Linked DNA regions of Hordeum vulgare: region 2 is linked to region 1. A link is a contact called in public Hi-C data. All regions are on one chromosome and are shown on one strand. Each heading gives the region's core, a stretch centred on a gene start, on an enhancer-like site or on the middle of the called end of the contact. The rest is flanking DNA. Distances are from core to core; before and after follow the strand shown. Region 1 holds the start of LOC123402833 (transcription factor IBH1-like 1). Region 2 holds the start of LOC123402993 (serine/threonine-protein kinase BLUS1).

The links. Hi-C and Micro-C count contacts between places; a contact is called where the count stands out from the background.
Region 2: a contact with region 1 is called in a Hi-C map of seedling, with 1.8 times the contacts expected there. The contact joins the promoter of LOC123402993 here to the promoter of LOC123402833 in region 1. A contact is called at or near these places in 2 of 6 Hi-C or Micro-C datasets (leaf and seedling).

Annotation. Positions count from the first base shown.
Region 1 is chr6H:535,229,443-535,232,142 of MorexV3_pseudomolecules_assembly, forward strand. LOC123402833 (transcription factor IBH1-like 1) reads left to right here and starts at 1,432. Exons shown (of 1, transcript XM_045096790.1): 1 at 1,432-2,479. The coding sequence starts at 1,774. The coding sequence ends at 2,244.
Region 2 is chr6H:535,870,344-535,873,043 of MorexV3_pseudomolecules_assembly, forward strand. LOC123402993 (serine/threonine-protein kinase BLUS1) reads left to right here and starts at 1,285. Exons shown (of 20, transcript XM_045096968.1): 1 at 1,285-1,634; 2 at 2,373-2,627. The coding sequence starts at 1,431.

The DNA of each region.
Region 1 (2,700 bases), core at 182-2,681:
AAAAATTAAAAAATGCCCAAAACAAATAAATGGGAAAATAGGGGGCAGCAAAATAGCCCCATCCAACCGAACCGGGACTAAAGGCCCTTTTTCTACTAGTGCTTTCATTCTCACAAAGCACCTAGGAACACGTACTAGAGCTAGCTCTTCACGAAGAGCCCGCGTCCCTTATCTCTCCTTTTCTCTCTAATCTAACTCAGCAAAAATATACTTCCTCCGTTCTAAATATAAGTCTTTTTAGAGGTTTCATTAGAAGACTATATACAGATGTATATAGACACATTTTAGAGTGTAGATTCACTCATTTTGCTTCTTATGTAGTCTTCTAGTGAAATCTCTTAAAAGACTTATATTTATAAATGGAGGAAGTAGTATTTTAATGCTTACAGCCTGCTCACTGTACCTTATTGTACTTGCTCTAACTTCATGTGCAAATTAAGCCTATAACTACGGACAGAGATATACTACCACATGCATGTTCTGCCTGTAGATTCACCTATAAGAGCAAGTACAATAAGGTACACTCAGCAGGCTGTAAGGATTAAAATACTATATTTTTACTGAGTTGGATGAGAGAGAAGAGGAGAGAGAAGGGAAGCGGGCTCTTCGTGAAGAGCCAGCTCTAACACATGCTCCTAGGTGCTTTGTGAGAATGAAAGGTGGGCCATATATAATAAAAATAATAGTCTTTTATATCTAACTATTATACAAGCTAGCTATAAGATGAGCTTATAGCCAGCAGTTGGATATACTATTGACCATGCTCTAACTCGTAGTGCTGGGTAGCCTTCCGGTGATATTTCCTTCCTTCTTCTTGCTTCCCTCCGACCTCTCTCCGGCGAACCTCTTCGCCCTTCTCAAAATCTAACAAAAGCTAAAGTCAGTCGACTGACATTCAGCCATTGTGATATCAATTAGATGAGCCGCTAGCTGCATGTGCAAATGAAGCCAGCAGATGTACTCCGTTTTTAAATATAAGTTTTTTTTAAAATTTTCATTAGAAGACTACATACAAGACAAAATGAGTGAATCTATACTTTAAAATATGTCTATATACAACCGTATGTAGTCCCTTAATGAAACATCTAAAAAGACTTATATTTAGGAACGAAGTGAGTACATCATGTGCTATACGTAACGTACGTACGGTCCCGCGGTTGAGCACTCTTGGGCCACTGACACTGAGTGAGATTCTCATGGACGCATGCATGCATGTACCTGGCACAGTACACACAACAATCATGTACCTCCGGCGTATACATCAGCCTGCGAGTGCACCACGTACGGTCGTCGTGACACGTCGCCGAGTGGTCGCTGCTAAAACGTACGTGCGCCGAATGTGGACGACGTGGGGCCTCGGACCCGACCCTTGCCTCTATCATATCATGTGGCCATGTGCATGCACGTGCACTGTCCCCTCACCAACCAATCAAACCTCCATCCATCGCACTGCTGCACAGATGAACACACGATCGTATCTCTCCTTTCCCTCTCTCCCCAACTCACACGCACCAAATATATCTCCTCCAACCACACCTCATTAGCCTCCAATCCATGCATATATATGTGTGTGTGTGCGCACATACACTGACGCATACTACACACGATCGACCTTGTGCTCCACACGACAAAAGCAGCACACGCACGGCACACACTACAGTTCATGCCAGCTTCGTGATAAGGTTTGTTGTTCCCTCGTCATCGCCGGCGGTTTGTTCGTTGTAGCTTTAGCCTGGCTACCTTGGTGCCGTCTGTTTCGGTCCCTCCCTTGTCATGCAAGGCTCGATGCAGTTCAAGCGGGCGCTGCTCAAGAGCCTGCTCCTAGGGCTCCGGGAGCGTGGCGTCGCGTCGAGGGAGATGGGCTTCCTCGAGAGGAAGCGCGCCATCCGGCGCGCCGCCGACGCCGCCCTCGCCTCCGCCAGGGGCGCCGACGCGACGCGCTGGAGCCAGGCGCTGGAGACGCAACGTCGGCCGTCGACGAGCAAGAGGATCTTGAGGAGGTGCCACCGGCCGAGGCCGAGGAAGGCCGGCATGGCGGCGAGGTCTTGGGCCTCGGCCGGCGTCCTCGCGAGGGCCATGGTGAGGAAGAGGACGCAGGTGTTGAAAGGGATCGTCCCCGGAGTGGAGACGGTGGACGACGAGTGCACGCTGCTGGGTGAAGCCATTGACTATGCAGTGTGCCTCAAGGCTCAGGTCGATGTAATGCAGCTTCTGTTGAGGGTTCTTCAAGCTCCAAAACAATAGCTTGTGGGTCTCTCTTGCGTGCGCGTAGTTCGTGGAGATGACGCTTGTATTATAAGATACCAAAACCTTCTCTACCTTCGTTCCTCAGCAGCTCACAGCATGCAGTGACAGAGGTCATCAGCGATGATAGATGTGTAATATTTTTAGTATGTCAAATTGTCAAGAACACTATTGTGTATATAGCTATATCATGTTTCATTTTCTCTAGAGTGTCCACACTCGGTCTGTTCAACAATGCATGTCATATACGTGAACATGAGAACATCAATTGTCTTTTAATATGAGCATGTTGGTGAAAGAAAGATATGGAATCCGTTGCACTCCCGGCTTGAATTCTCGATGAAGATGCGGAGTTGATCAACCATATAGAGTCAGTATAGGTTTCCTATATATTGTTGTCCATATGGACTCCCGGTTTAAACTATGTGTTGCTAGCCGGATGATAATCCTGATTCA
Region 2 (2,700 bases), core at 35-2,534, 640 kb after region 1:
TTTTTTTTTGGAAAACCCCGAACAAATTTGGAAACGCAACCAGATTTTTAAAGCACGGACATTTTTTTGAAATTTGAGAACAAATTTTGAAACCGAGAACAATTTTAAAAAATCCTAAGTAAATTTGGAAGCGCGATTTTTTTTAAAGCACAATTGTTTTTTGAATCTCGAGAACAAAATTTTGAAATGGAGAACAATTTTGAAAAACCCCGAACAAATTTGGAAGCACGATTTTTTTTGGAAGCATGAACATTTTTTGAATTTTGAGACCAAATTTTGAAACCGAGAACAATTTGAAAAAATCCTGAACAAATTTGGAAGCGCAGACAATTTTTTAAAGCATTAACATTTTTTGAATATTGAGAACAAAATTTTGAAATCGAGAACAATTTTGGAAAACACCGAACAATTTTGAAAGTGGAAACAAAATTTTAAAGCATGGACATTTTTTGAATTTTGAGAACAATTTTTGAAACCTAGAACAATTTTTAAAAATCCCGAACAAATTTGGAAGCGCGGACAATTTTTTAAAGCATGATTGCTTTTTGAATCTCGAGAACAAAATTTTAAAACGGAGAATAACTTTGAAAAACCCTAAACAAATTTGAAAGCATGAACAAATTTTTAAAGCACGAACATTTTGTAAATTTTGAGAACAAATTTTGGAACCAAGAACAATTTGAAAAAATCCTGAACAAATTTGAAAGCGCATTTTTTTAAAGCATTAACATATTTTGAATCTTGAGAAGAAAAATTTGAAATGGAGAACAATTTTGAAATCCCTGAAAAGAATTTGGGGTGCGAACAATTCTTTAAAGCATGTTTATTTTTAATCTTAAGAACAGATTTTGAAATCGAGAACAATTTTGAGGATCCAATTTTTTAAAAAAAATCCGAAACATTTTTTGAAAGAGAATGATAAAATAAAAAAAAAGAAACAGAAAACAATAAGGAAAAATGAAAAAGGAAAAAAGACCGGTTCAGCGAAAGTTTTTCAAAACCAGAAAAAAACGGCTGGCGCTGCAACCGGCCGAGCCCTCTGTCGCTGTGTGCGAAGCCCTGACACGGCTTGACACAGAGCGGCGAATAGGACCGAACCGACCGAGTGGCGCGCTCCCTCCGTCGCCCGCCTCCCGCTCCCGCTCCCGCTCCCGCCACCCCGAAACCCAATTCCCTCCGCAACGCGCGACCCGTCGCACGCCCGCATCCCCCTCCCTCCTCCTCACCTCCCCCTCTCCCGCCTCCACCGCCCCCCAATCCTCCCGCCCGCCCCATCGCGCGGTCCTATCCTAGGGTTACGTCGACGGTCTCCGCCCCGCGCGCGGCTCCCGCGAACCTCGGCCCCACCGTCGTCGCGCGCGTCGATCGGATCGTTCGCTCGGGGAGCTCGCCTCGGGCGCCGTCGGGTCCCGGAGCCGCGGTGGCGGGCGATGGTCGGGTCAGGGGGCAAGCATGCCGCCGGCGGGAGCGGCGCAGGGGAGAGGCGCAGGTACCCGATCCGCGCCGAGGACTACGAGCTGTACGAGGAGATCGGCCAGGGCGTCAGCGCCATCGTCTACCGCGCGCTCTGCAAGCCGCTCGCCGAGACCGTCGCCGTCAAGGTGCTCGACTTCGAGCGCACCAACAGCAACCTGGTAACAACAACCGCTAGCTACCGCCCGTCCCCCTAAATCGGCCTTTGAATTTGTTTTGCCGGCCCGCGCCCCATAATTCCGGTTCCGTTCGTCCATGTTTGTCTGTTATCTCGCTGTGCAAGGTAAATTACTCGAGTAGATGATCCCGGTCACCCATGGGACGTATTGATTCTTCGGTCATACTCATGTGGTCAGACGAACCTGTCGGACAAGTAATACGTGTCAGTAGGCATTGATAATGTTGTGCTTAGAAGAATGATATGCTTGGATTCATATATATATATATGGATAAAGAAGTTTGATAGCTGGAATTGGGTTTATGTCAAGCTGTTGCGTACATGTGATTATATGAATCTGAACCGATTGGATAATATAGGCCAATCACAATGGTGCAAATATGTCACGTGGAGGGAATCAGATACGCTCTTTATATTAGTTGTATTGGCTTGTAGCATTGCTAACAACTAGGTGTAGATTGTGACAAGTCCTTTTGTATGCTTGGATTCATATTTGTGGGATAATGAAGCTTTTTGGCTGGAGTTGTTTATGTTAAGTGTTGAATAGATATGATATATGAATCTGAACCGGCTAGCATTGTCTTCTGCAATCTCTAGTTGTATTGGCTTCTAGCATTGTCTTCTGCAGTTTCATGGGTCCTATTCTGTTTTATGTCCCTCTTCACGTCATGGAGCATTTTTGTTTCGAAAATGGCCAACACTGGTGCTTGTCTTGGTGCAGAACAATATCATGCGTGAAGCTCAGACAATGATTCTTATAGACCATCCTAACGTCGTTAGGGCACTCTGCTCATTTGCAAATAACCAAACGTTATGGGTAGTTATGCCGTACATGGCTGGAGGATCTTGTCTTCACATAATGAAATCAGTCTACCCAGATGGTTTTGACGAAGCTGTCATTGCAACAGTGCTCCGTGAAGTTCTAAGAGGTTTGGAATATCTTCATCATCATGGGCATATACATCGTGATGTCAAGGTAAATGCACATTCATATATATCTGAAGGATCTGCTGTTCCCCTGTGCTGAGCGGCGAGCGCTATGTTGATTT